4 separate regions of the Mus musculus genome follow, and all the other regions are linked to region 2. Evidence: chromatin contacts called from public HiChIP or PLAC-seq and promoter capture Hi-C data. All regions are on one chromosome and are shown on one strand. The core of a region is the stretch at or near the end of the contact, and the rest is flanking DNA. Distances in the headings are between cores, read along the strand shown.

Region 1 (3,335 bases), core at 393-2,892, 1.2 Mb after region 2:
TGCACATTTAAAGCAAACTCCACGTAGGTCTTCTGTATCTATTATCTTCTTTAGAGAAGATTAGTGGTATTTTCAGGAGCTGATATGTACCCTCTATCTCAAAAAGCTTTTTTATTAAACATTTTAAATGCCATATTCTGCAGATCTCTGAAGTGTTTGAGGACCACCTGTCTATCTAAAGTAGATCTAAATAGACAAACTTTGCTCGTTTATAGTTACTTACTTTGAAAACATACACAGGAGGCTAAATGCAGTTTCCCTGTGATAACCTACATTAGATCTTAGCATGACCACAAGTATAGCTCTGAGAGCATTCAATAATTTGATTATTTATAGGGAACTGACTGCCGAATTGCCTTTCTTAATTATCCTTAGTAGATTATAATAATTCAGTAGTTTTCATAAGGCTATTTTAATATCAAAATTTAACTTTTAATCATAGATCCAGTCCATAGAGAGACTGACAAATTTACTGATTCCTTAATACTGCACAATTATAGGTCATTGTAGTTTTCTGTATGGGTAGTTTATCCAAATAGCTAAAGCTTAAAAGACAAAGAAGCTAGAAAGATATTACTGTGAACTTGAGTGTACCTTAGGAGTTTATAAATCTTGATTATCAAATATACCTTATTAATCAGACATATATTGGTACTTATATAAATTTTATAGCAGTTTGAGTTGAACAATTAACAAAGTAATTAAATATACATCTTAAATTAGCTTTTGTTAATCTGAATAGACCCTTGTAACCTCGAAATTTTATCATCATATACAGTTTATTCTAAACCAGAGATGAATCACATAAACAGTATATTGTAGAAACTGTAACCTTAAATGTCTATTCACACAAAAGTCTATACTGATGTAAAGTATGTGAGACTTGCTGCTTTCTTAGTTTGAAAGGGCATATAATTGTTCAATGCAGAGTTCACCAGGACTAAGAAATTTTATAATTGTTGCTTTGTACCATGTGGTCATCTTAAGATGATGAAGTCACATGACAGGTTGCCAGCCATGTGGCCACTATCATTCTGATTAGGTCACCAGCCAGGATGAAAGAGGGCCTCACAGTTACTGTCTAAAAATATTTGTTTTCTAGTTTTTAAAATGAAAGTTGGATTCAAGTTACATGCACACATATATAGAGTTGAATCTGAGTTGCATACACATACAAACACATACATACAGAGTTAAATCCAGGTTATATGCACATGTATATAGAATTGAATGAGTTGCATACACATACAAATATATAGAGAGTTGAATTGTGCACACATACACACACACACACACACTCACACACACACACACACACACACACACACACGTTTGTTTTCTCTGGAAATGGCTACTGAGACAGGGATTACAGGGAAACTGTATTAGAAGATACATTCTGAAACTATTTCCAGTCTAGGCTGGAGCAATAAAAAGGGCTCTCAGTTCCCTGTGGCTCCCAGGACTCTTTCTATGACAAGGAGCTCATAAGCACTGCCCTTTAGAACAGAGCAAGCAGGGTCGCTCTTAACGCAAACTCATTTCTCTCCCTGTGGTTTTTGCGTCCTTCATCCTTCCTGTTCCCTATTATAAATGAGCAGCCCTGCCTGTGGTCCCTGACCCCCATCCCCACCCCTAGCTGGGTCCTTGCAAGCCTAGTGGAACTACTTTGCTGACCTGTCGCCTCCCCAGATCACACAAGCGCATTACTCTAGCATGGCAACCATTTCCTACACAGAAGCAGCATTTATATAAAAAGCCTTTGCTCAGCTTTCATGCAATCTAGGTTGCAGACCTATTTCGTAACATTAATTCTCTCCCTCAGCCACGGCCACATCAATTCGGCACTTTACAAACTATTTCAGGGATCCGATTTATCAGGGCTGACAGCGCTGCGAGCTGAAATAAACAGCGCTGCCTCAGCCTAGCACACTCCGTGGCTCATATTTATCATTATTTAATTCAAGGGCCTAAAATTCTCTGACATTATTAATAGTAAGATGAATCGCTGGAAAACTACAGAATCTGTGACCAACGAGGCTGAAATAATCTATTTTGGTGAAAGGTCTATGTGGAATTGTAGTGTCTGGTGGCCGGGCTGGCTGTCATTAGTGGATACGCATGCATGGGTAGTGAAGGACGCAAGCCTGCTGCCTACACAGACGGGGACTTTGCTGCCTATACGTCTGCACACAGTTTACTCCAACAGTGTCATGGGGGGAGGGGGGGCGCGGAATGTGTGGAGACAGGAAAGCAACACGAGACAGGATCATTCCCCTGTGTCTGTCACTCCATTTTAAATGTATTTTGTACTTTGTTAACTTTGAGTTGGAACTTAGGTAGGAACTAGGTCTGGGAATCTGTTGGCTAATAGGATCCAGACTATTTAGTTTCTTCTGAGACCCACGGTACCAAGTGAGCAAATATATTACAGTACCTGGTTTCTCTTGAAAGTCTCATGTCATCTTTTCTTTATTATTATTGTTGTTGTTGGTGTTGTTTATTTAGAGTAAAAGACATTTCCCCTCTTAAAATATAACTGGCTTTGCTCTTTTTTTTTTTTTTTTTTTTTTTTTTGGCCTAAAACACACTAAGAAGGAATTTTCTCTGCTCTTATTCTAAGGTTCAGAGGAAAGGAAAAACTACAAAAGAGATTATCTGTGGTATAGGTTAATGGTCTTTAACAAAAGCCATAGAGCAGATAACAATAGAACAAGCCCTCAAATAATAACATGTTTCTTTTTTAAGCCTAGCAGGATAATCTCCATAAAAGAAAAACCTTTTGAAGTGATCTTTAAATGTTATAATTTTAGGTTGACCCAAACTCTATCAAGTAGGATTAAAATTAAGTCTTGCCGATCTTAAATATTTGATGGGAAAGAAAGTGCTTGGCTTTTCCCAGAAAACCTTCCAGAAGGGTGAATGCTTATAATTAGCTTTCACTCACTCCAAAAATGTGACCCCATGTTCTCAAGGTGTAATTTCTAGGGAGAAGAAATACTACTGGGCAGTTTATTTTATTACATAATATATACCACTCTTCATTCTTTCCTCTAACAAGCCCAATGTATGCAAGGGAGTTTGCTCAAGAATTAGATCAGGCTAAGTGCTTGACGTCATTATTGGTGTTTCTTAGGGATAACTTTCACCAGACCCAGCACTGTGTTGTTTGAATTTTTGTCTTTCTTTGAGCATGCCATTTGGTAAAGAATAAATCCTCCATCTTCCAAGCTTCATAATATCAACATGTTTTTTACGGTGTCTCTGTGTTTTGCTTACGATGACATTAACTTTATTTTAATTAAGAAGTATAATTACATGCTTAAGTACCATCTATG
Region 2 (3,233 bases), core at 120-2,619:
GGAATCATCTTTTATCCTTCTGTGCATATGAGCTAAAGATGCATTCTAGGGCACTGCTTACCACGCTGGAGGAATTGCTAATTTGACACAAATCCTTGCGTGAAAGCCCTGCGCTTGTGGTGACATTGACTAAGTTATGTGAACTCATTTCCAGCAACATTAGTAACAAGGCACCGCCTGAGTTTGTCAGCTGCAACCTGCCACCCGGTTCCCTCTTCTTTTCTGGTTTGCAAGATGTAATTTTCTTTCTTTTTTTGCTACCAGTAAGACACAGCATTCGTTTCTTTTTAGGCAGTAATTTCTGCAAGGACGTGTTTTGTCCTCTTTGTCTATGCCAGTGTTTACATGGCCACTGGATATCTCACTAAGGAAAAAAAAAAATAAGCCAATCAATTTGGGAAGGCAATTGCCAGGGTTTTGCCCTCTTTTTTCCTCTGAGACAATTTGGATGGGAGGAGCTGGGACGAGAGCTCTTTCCCTTTTTTATGTGTGTTGGCTTAAGTGAGTGTTTCTTTTGGCACCCTGTGATACTGTTGGCTCCAAGTGTGTCTAAGTGCCAGCCTTGGGTCTCCTGTAGGGACGGTGGTACCCAGGATACAAGCATCAGAGGATGGATGCTCCTCAGCTCAGCCCTCTCTGCTCTCTTCCCAGTGTCTCCTGCCAAACATTTTCCGCTGAGCAGCTGGCTGGCTCGCTGTAATTTCCTGGCTTGAGGAAAGCCCCCAGGCTATTTACAAAGAGATTTGAACTCACAAGTGCCCTACTCAAGGTGGACATCCCAGAAGCATCCTAAAGTGAAGACAAGAGAAAACCTACAAGCGGCCACCGAGATCTGAGGAAGGACGAGGGGGAGAGACAGGGGAGAGTTGCAGCGGGCACCAGCACCGGGAGCGCTCACAGAGCGAGCTTCTTACCTTTCCTCTTGGACCTCCTCCTCCTCCTCCTCTTGGACTTGCATTTGAGTTGACTGCTTAGCCCTCCAGACCCTCTGCCACTCCCCAGGACAGATGCCATGCCAGTTGGGAGACCCAGAGAGGAGCTGGTCCTTCAGCAATTTCACCTTTCTTAGTCTTGCTGCTGCGGCCGCAGTCGGGAGTGTTTCTGGTTTTGCAAATCAAGTCTCAGGCTCACTTTTTAGGACTGGTCTCCTCAGCAAGCACCTTCTCTATAATTGCCCGTCCCTTGGTTCCGGATGAGCTGGAAGCCTCGGGTGCACGCTGGAAAGCTGAACCCTTCCTTAGGCTGAAAGCTCTGGGAAAGATTCTCCCGCGCGTCCTGAGCGCCCTGGAGCTCTCTCCTCTTCGTCTGGGCTCCAGAAGCAGAGCTGCTACTTTTGCGCCTCTGCGAGTTGTTTGGCACCATCCACTTTAAAGCCAATCATGCAGGGAGCTCGTCTATTTGCTGCCGCAAAGTCTAATTAGATCCAATCACAACTGTCTTCTGGCTCTGACATCAGCAGCACCAGCTCTACCGCCTCTGGTAGCTTGCAAACTCAGCTCCCATTCGGTTGGATGGAGCCGCCCAGGAGAAAGGAAGGTTTCAGAGGAAGCCACAATCACACCGAACTGGTTTTACTGGGAGAAGTCCAGCGGGGCAGTTTGCAGGAGGGTGACTACCTGGGATGTCAAGGCTTCTTGCTGCAACCACTTGATAGGCTCAAAACACGCAGGGACCGATTTCTCAAACCTAGCAGTTTTTAACTAGTTAACTTACTAAGATGCTCATTGTCTGGAGAGGGAAGGATCTCTCCCTGTTCAGGACTTCACTTCAGAAATACGCTGAGATTTCTAAGTGCCAAAGAGACAACCTCTTTAGGGATTGTTTACTCAGAGACCGGCGCTTCTGTCTGTTTGCATGATTGTTATGCTCAGTTCCCACTTCACCTCCCTTTCATATCCCAAGGCTGTTCCTTTAGGAAAAGGAACATGCATCAAAAAGCATGCTAGGGTTTCATCCGAATGTTATAGAGAGGGGATCCTCCTGGTGTTTGATTCACTGAAGGAAGAACAATCACAGGAGAGACCAGGAGAGAGAAGAGGAGGGGAGAGTGGGAAAGGAGAGAGGGAGGGAGGAAGGAAGGGAGAGAGAGAGAGAGGGAGGGAGGGAGGAAGGTGAGGGAGAGAGGGCGGGATGGAGGGAGAGAGGGAGGGAGGGAGGGAGGGAGGGAGGGAGGGAGGGAGGGAGGGAGGAAGGTGAGGGAGAGAGGGCGGGATGGAGGGAGAGAGGGAGGGAAGGAGGGAGGAAGGTGAGGGAGAGAGGGTGGGATGGAGGGTGAGAGGGAGGGAGGGAGGGAGGAAGGAAATGACAGAAGGAGGGAGGAAGATAGTCTATAGAAATTGTTACATTTACATAGAGAATGTAATGTTGAGGAAGAAGTGGCCTGCAAATTAAAATTGATGTTAAACCATTTTATTTTCAGGGATATACTAGGTTTCAATGACTGATTCCCAGACTCTGACATAAGACTTAAGAAGAAGAATATCTTCCAGCAACCATTCTGGCATCTTGTATTTAAATCATCAATTGTTAATCATCATAAGTTTGGTTTGATAAACCACTCTAAAGTTCACTCTAAAGTTCAGTGGGATGATTTAAGAGGAGGACATGAAAACTGTTTTGTTTCTGTGGTTTCCTCATTTCCATATTTCCTTTTTCAAGCTCCTTATGGGCCTGAGTATTTTCATAGTGTTTCTCTTATGTAAGAAATAATTCTCCCAGGGAACATTGGAAGTAATTAGGCTGTCCATGGATTGCTGCATTAGTGAGTGAGTGGTAAGGTCCTTGCTCAGCTTTGATTGATGACATATAGAGACAGTTGATTTTAAATTTTTTTGTTTTGTTTTTGTTTTTGTTTTTTCGAGACAGGGTTTCTCTGTGTAGCCCTGGTTGTCCTGGAACTCACTCTGTAGACCAGGCTGGCCTCTAACTCAGAAATCCATGTGCCTCTGCCTCCCAAGTGCTGGCATTAAAGGTGTGTGCCACCACTGCCAGGCTGATTTTAAATCTTAACTTCACCATTTATACTCATTTACTGAAACTGTACCTCAGTCTCCTCCTCTGTGAAATGGGGATATGAACCACCACCCCTCCATGAATCCATTCATCCCTTTCAGCTACTCTAGACCATAACTAGCAGACAACAATCACTCCTTGATTATTCATTTTATCCATGAATAATTTCAAGAGGCTTCTACAGGTAGGCCTTTGAGATAGAGAACCTGTGTTTTTTCTTT
Region 3 (3,170 bases), core at 68-2,567, 1.0 Mb after region 2:
CAGCTCAATTAGCAGTTAGCAGAATTAACAGCAGTACTGAATGTCTTTCAGTCTGTGAATGATGCTGTTAATATTTTTACTGATAGTTTATATGTTGCACAATCGGTGCCCTTATTGGAGACCTGTGGTACGTTTAACTTTAATACGGCAGCAGGATCCCTGTTTTCACAATTGCAAAACATCATTCTTGCCCGAAAACATCCATTCTATATTGGCCACATACGATCTCATTCTGGTCTTCCTGAACCTTTAGCAGCGGGCAATGATTGCATCAACAGAGCTCTAATAGGAGAGGCCTTAATTTCAGATCATGTTGCTTTGGCCAAATGTGATCATGAAAAATTTCATCTCTCTAGCCATATCTTAAGGCTCCGACATAAGATCACTAAGGAGCAGGCAAGAATGATTGTAAAACAGTGTCCTAAATGTATTATATTATCTCCAGTGCCACATTTAGGAGTTAATCCATGAGGTCTTATGCCTAATCATATTTGGCAAATGGATGTAACTCATTATGCAGAATTTGGAAAATTAAAATATATACGTTTGTATTTACCCTTGTTTAGGATTTCCTTTTGCTTCTCTGCATACTGGAGAGGCCTCTAAAAATGTAATTGATCATTGCCTACGAGCCTTTAATGCTATGGAATTGCCTAAACTTATGACAGATAACGGGCCATCCTATTCTAGCAAAAATTTTACTTCATTTTGTAAGGAATTTGGCATCAAACATAAAACTGGAATTCCTTATAACCCCATGGGACAAGAAATAGTTGAATGTGCTCATCCCATTTTTAAAATTTGGCTTTTAAAAACAAAACAGGGGCAGTTATATCCCCCAAGGTCACAAAAGGCACATCTTGCTTTTGCTTTATTTGTTCTAATTTTTTTGCAAACTGATGATAAAGGTAAGTCTGCAGTGGATCGCCACTGGCATCCAGTTACTTCTAGTTCTTATGCCATGGTAAAGTTGTGGGATCCATTAACTATTGAATGAAAGGGTCCAGACCAGGTCCTAATCTGGGGAAGGGGTTCCTTCTGTGTTGTTTCACAAAAAGAAGATGGAGCACGTTGACTGCCTGAGAGATTAGTTCGTCAACTGGACACAGATCCTGAATCTCCCAGTAAGTATGACTCTGACCTTGATTATGGCTAAAAATCTTCTTTAACTAAAAAGTTAATTTGGAGCACAGCCTCCTCTCACAGAAGAGTTATACCCTTTCTGTGATTCTCAAAGCCACCTCAAAGCCACCTCCCCCACACCCGGAACTCATAGTCTAAGCTTGATGGTTGCTAATTTGCAATTGAATGGAGTACCAGGACTTCCCCAAAGAAGCTTTTGTACTGTTGCTTTTCACTGTCTCCCATTGTTTTTCAAGCAGGTTACTCAGGCCCTTCAGCCTGACTGCAGCAGGTGTGCAGACTCACCTCCAACAGCGCAGGTGGCAGTTATTAATCTATATGGAGAAGCATTTTAAGTACATATTGTGGCTTTGGTCTGAATTGGGAATAAGGTGTGCTATGAGGGCTGGACAGTCAAAAATGGGCACCCAGATCTCGGAACCATACCAATCAAAGACAGAGGTATGTGCCAAGAGGCCGTGGCTGTTAATAACACACAACAGAGCCATGTATTGTGTGAAATAATACACAAACAAGCTGAACACAGCCTCCATGACAGAAGTGGATGGTTTGGGAAGATCTTAGATTTCCTAAGTCAGGGGCGGCTGCCAGCCACCATAACTCCCAAGCAGGACTATATAGCATAAATAAATTTTATGCCTCAGTCCATATAATTCTAATATTATAAACAGGGGAGAAAATGTAGCCTCCCCCAGCCTCAAAGCAGGCTTATCCAGACCTTGACCTTGTTGCCACTAAGGAGATTACCTAGGGTGGAGCCTTCCTGCCTAGATGACTCTATTGTTCAGCCACTGCTGCTGTTGCTGTTCTCCTTCAAGACACTGCTACCTGCTGAGAGGCCCCTGAGCTATTCCAGAGACTACACCCTATCCTGCACATCATCACCTGCAGCTGGTTCCAAGCTCCAAGAATGGATTAGCAGGGGATGGGCCTTCCCCCACCCCCACCCCCTTTATAAGCACAGTTTTCTATTAAACATTTGAGCTTTGATCAGGAACCTTGACTTAGCTCCAATTTTCTCTCAATTGCCTAATTCCCCTCTCTTTTCAGCCCCAGATTGCTTCCCATGTGAAACCTGGTCCATGTGAGCCACAGGACAGCTTCCAACATTTGGCAGTTTATATCATGTAGAAACTGCAATTTCTTATATTAAAAAAATAATTAATTATAGCAATATTAAAGAAAAATTTCTCATATTGTGGTAACCCCCAGCCACAAAGTTATTTTGTTTTTACTTCATAACTGTAACTTTGCAACTGTTATGAATTATAATGTAAGTATCTGACACAAAGGAGTCAAGACACTTAGGCTAAGAACTACTCACTATCCTAGCACCTGAATTTTGCTTATTCAGACTTGCTTTTCATTAAAGGGTCTGCACTTCTCATTAAAAAGTCAGCATATGTTTTCACATCAAGATCTGCTTACAACAGAGCCCAATATAAGAGAGCAGTGTATGTGCGTATATATGTGTGTTGTGTGTGTGTGTGTGTGTGTATCTATAAATATAGGTATATATGTGTATATATGCATATATATATATTGTGTGTGTGTGTGTGTGTGTGTGTGTGTGTGTGTGTGTGTGCGTGTGTGCAGTTTCACTCTTCACTAAGAAAAATGAGAGTCTTGAAAAGGTACATGAAATTATCCTAAGTTACAGATGTGTTAAAGGGCATACTAAAGCTTTTACTTCAGAATTTCTGAAGTTGTTCTTACAGTATGAGTTCTTTGGAAAGACATATGAATCATTGAAGCACTTTATTAGACCATTGTTATCTATGATGAGCTGATATTTACCATATAATTATTTATACCTTTGCTAATAATATGGGAACTAATAACAACCTTTGTGTGGGCAGAATAATTGCACTAGGTCACCTTGAAGATTGCACAGCTAGGTGGCCTCCAGCAGGTGGTTGTTTCATTAGATCTGTACCATTTTTATTTATGTCTGCTATGTTTCATAAAAGACTGGTAATTATAGAAGACAGCATGGAAATTCTGAAGAATATCATAAAATGATAATC
Region 4 (2,990 bases), core at 79-2,578, 1.4 Mb after region 2:
GAAAGAAAGAAAGAAAGAAAGAGAGAGAGAGAGAGAGAGAGAGAGGGAAAGAGGGAAAGAGGGAAAGAAAGAGGGAAAGAAAGAGGGAAAGAGGGAAAGAGGGAAAGAGGGAAAGAGGGAAAGAGGGAAAGAGGGAAAGAGGGAAAGAGGGAAAGAGGGAAAGAGGGAAAGAGGGAAAGAGGGAAAGAGGGAAAGAGGGAAGGAAAGAAAGAAAGAAAGAAAGAAAGAAAGAAAGAAAGAAAGAAAGAAAGAAAGAAAGGAAGAAAGGAAGAAAGGCTAGCATAGAACCTGGCCATTTGCCTCATATAAAGGTCAATAGATAATTCCGATGCACCACTAGGGTTAAAGACCAAGACTGATAACACCAGAAGAAACAGATATAGCTGGGTAAGAACTGAAAGATTCCCAGCCATCTAAATGCACACGAGCATAACCATAGAGGCCCAGGATCTCAGGAGCAGCGTAGATATGATGCAGGCTACCTAGGGTATAAACAGGGAGAGGCAAGGAGACACTGCATGAACTAGTGTGACAAGCACAATCATAGTGGGTCAGCTTTTTCCTGTTCTATAGAGCAAATATCTGTCCATTTCCCGTTGACCGCATATGGGTGACTCAGGACTTTCCCACTACCAAAGATAGAACTGCAAAGTATGGCCAGTGGCCTAGTGACTTTGGAATCTTGTTTGAACACCTCGCAGTGTAGCCATGATCACCTTCATAGCTCTCTACCTGCTTTCTTGACTTAATATATAAAGAAATGGTTTTTTTCTCACACATGTGTGTGCACATACATTTCTATGTGTGCATGTATGTGCTTATGGATGTGGAGGACAGAGAATAAACCTAGGATGTCATTACTCATGAAACATCCACCTTATTTTCTGACACACATTTCTTCATTACCCTGATGCTTAGCCAGTCAGCCTAGGCTGGCTGGGTATTGAGCCCTGGCCACTGCTTTTTTCTTAGCCTTCATAGGACTGGTATTGATGTGAGTACCTCCGTGCCTGACTTTATTTACATAGGTTCTAGGGGTAAAACTCAAGCCCTCATGCCCACTATCAACTGAGATAACTCCCAGCCCTAGAAATTCTTGCTTAAAGAGGGGGCATCAGAGTGTAAACTTTAAGAAAGAATGCATTTTACCTGGTAATTATGAAACAAAAATGGTTTAGCCACCTTAAGCTGAAAATGACTTCTGCCAAGGTTTTATGACAACCTGCTATAAAAACTGAAGACTGGCTCTTGGGTATGTCACGAGCACCCTCTTCTGGAAGTAGTGGGCAGAACATGAGGCTGTTTCCAGGCTGGCCAGATCCTGCCACTCAGACAACAGCCCTGTCCTACAGTGGTACTGCTTTGCAATGGGAAGTAAGTCTGGGGCCGCTACAGAGCTAGCAAGAGAAAGCCTCAAAAACAAAGGACCATCTGTTTAGTTGTTCTCAATTAGGCAATTTTGTGAGAAAATTGAGAAAACGATCAGTTTGACACTGCAATTACCCAAAATAACTAAATTCTGTCTTCTCTTCTTCCTATGTCAAATCATTTTAATTTACAAGAGAAAGGAAGGGAGACATTAACAACTTTTAATTACCAGGACCCTGATTTGTTTGTTCCCTTTGAAGCTGTGAGACATTGAAAGTTGAGATGCAGTGCAGGTCACAATCACAGCCTCGCAGGGTGGCGGGTGGCAGCCTAACTTGAAAGGTGCTTAGATTCACTTTAATCACCTCCGCTCTTGAGATTCCAGGCAGAGTAGCTCTGATTTTCCTGTCCTCCTTCTCACAGGGGACTCTTGGAAATTTAGATGGAGACATCTGAACTTTCTTAACTTTTTTTTCTGCAAACAGTACAGCTATGACTGTTCTCTTTGCACATTTTAGACATTCTATTACTTAAAAGATGTGACCTTGGCAGTAAGATGTCACCAGTTCCCTTGAGCCGCTGAATCCTCGGGCATCTAAAGACTTGAATCACACAAGTTTAGTAACCAGGAAGTATGATGCACCGATTCATCTCGTTCAAAGAGCTCCCTTGTAAGGTTCGAAGCATTTGTGGTAAAAACTAGCACAGTGGCTTCATCAAACAGTCACTGCAGGTTAGACAATGGCATACTCAGTAGTTAGCCTTATAATCCACATCAAACACATTACCTTCTCCATGGGCTTAGAGTGTGTTTGAAAACCACGATCCTGGTTTTCTGGATGAATATATGCAGACTCGGAATAGTGAGACAGTTCTTACAATTGAAGACAGGAGTCAGCCTTCCTCCCTGGGATGTCTTCTGCATATATATTTTACTCTTTCTTCCCCAAACTCAGGGATCTTCAAAGCCAATGCAGGAACAAGCTGGAGAACCATCTTTGTTTGCTTTGTTTCTTTTGTGGTGCTAAGGATCAAGCCCTTAGTTCCAAGAGCAGCACACTGCCACTAAGCTATACAACCTTAGCAAGCCACACCTTGATTTGTTTGATACAAAGCTTTCGTTTTGAGAAGTGTACAACTCTAGCACTGCCTGTAGATTTGCTACACATGTTCGCTATCTGCTAAGATCATTATTTACCCAGTGAGTTATTAAAAACAAAAGAAATGGGACAAAGACATAGTAATATAGATCTGAATTTCAAATATTCACAAGGTAGAAGCCATAGGACCAAGAGTTCAAGGCCAACCTGGAAGTAATAGAGAGTTCAGGGAGAGAGTCAGATATATAAAAACCTGTCTCAAAAGATAGAGGGGGTGAGGATAAAGCTTTAACTCAGTGGCAGAGCATTTTTCTGATGTGTCCTTGAAGCCCTAAATTCAGTACCAAGTATAGCTCAGCAGTGCTTGCCTAGCTTACATGGGGCTCTGAGTTCAACTTCCCAGTGCTACACACACTCAAACACACTCAAACACTCATGCTCACATGCTCACTCTCAAATACACACTCACACACACTTTCATTCACAGACACTCACAAACACATAGATTCATACACACACACA

The links. Promoter capture Hi-C pulls out the DNA fragments that hold promoters and counts their contacts. HiChIP or PLAC-seq counts read pairs in DNA pulled down with a chosen protein or histone mark.
Region 1: a contact with region 2 is called in a promoter capture Hi-C map of second pharyngeal arch cranial neural crest, with 6 times the contacts expected there. The contact joins the enhancer-like site here to the promoter of Adarb2 in region 2. A contact is called at or near these places in 10 of 39 promoter capture datasets (the C10 cell line, HPC-7-derived erythroid cells, embryonic stem cells and 5 more), 2 of 115 datasets of contacts at active chromatin or transcription factors (embryonic hindbrain and forebrain) and 1 of 9 other capture datasets (embryonic stem cells).
Region 3: an H3K27ac HiChIP or PLAC-seq map of embryonic stem cells shows a contact between it and region 2, with 8 times the contacts expected there. The contact joins the enhancer-like site here to the promoter of Adarb2 in region 2. A contact is called at or near these places in 1 of 39 promoter capture datasets (hippocampal neurons), 2 of 115 datasets of contacts at active chromatin or transcription factors (VIP interneurons and embryonic stem cells) and 1 of 9 other capture datasets (embryonic stem cells).
Region 4: an H3K27ac HiChIP or PLAC-seq map of VIP interneurons shows a contact between it and region 2, with 11 times the contacts expected there. The contact joins the enhancer-like site here to the promoter of Adarb2 in region 2. A contact is called at or near these places in 8 of 39 promoter capture datasets (the C10 cell line, cranial neural crest, frontonasal cranial neural crest and 5 more), 5 of 484 Hi-C or Micro-C datasets (cerebellum, cerebral cortex, cortical neurons and 2 more), 3 of 115 datasets of contacts at active chromatin or transcription factors (VIP interneurons, embryonic hindbrain and neural progenitor cells) and 1 of 9 other capture datasets (embryonic stem cells).

What each region holds. Positions count from the first base shown.
Region 1 is chr13:6,984,033-6,987,367 of GRCm38.p6, reverse strand. No RefSeq gene overlaps it. Among named protein-coding and RNA genes, the nearest start is that of Gm40662, 90 kb to the left of the region's middle. Within about 2 kb of position 1,642, at least 7 of the 459 cell types and tissues checked have an H3K27ac peak or open chromatin away from gene starts, as enhancers often do. A contact at or near this core is called in second pharyngeal arch cranial neural crest, where this site is marked.
Region 2 is chr13:8,201,002-8,204,234 of GRCm38.p6, reverse strand. Adarb2 (adenosine deaminase, RNA-specific, B2) reads right to left here and starts at 1,369. Exons shown (of 10, transcript NM_052977.5): 1 at 915-1,369. The coding sequence starts at 1,014.
Region 3 is chr13:7,168,343-7,171,512 of GRCm38.p6, reverse strand. All of the region lies in intron 1 of Gm35925 (a long non-coding RNA gene), which reads left to right. Among named protein-coding and RNA genes, the nearest start is that of Gm35925, 5.8 kb to the left of the region's middle. Within about 2 kb of position 1,317, at least 8 of the 459 cell types and tissues checked have an H3K27ac peak or open chromatin away from gene starts, as enhancers often do. A contact at or near this core is called in embryonic stem cells, where this site is marked.
Region 4 is chr13:6,835,224-6,838,213 of GRCm38.p6, reverse strand. No RefSeq gene overlaps it. Among named protein-coding and RNA genes, the nearest start is that of Pfkp, 190 kb to the right of the region's middle. Within about 2 kb of position 1,328, at least 26 of the 459 cell types and tissues checked have an H3K27ac peak or open chromatin away from gene starts, as enhancers often do. A contact at or near this core is called in VIP interneurons, second pharyngeal arch cranial neural crest and ventral hippocampal neurons, where this site is marked.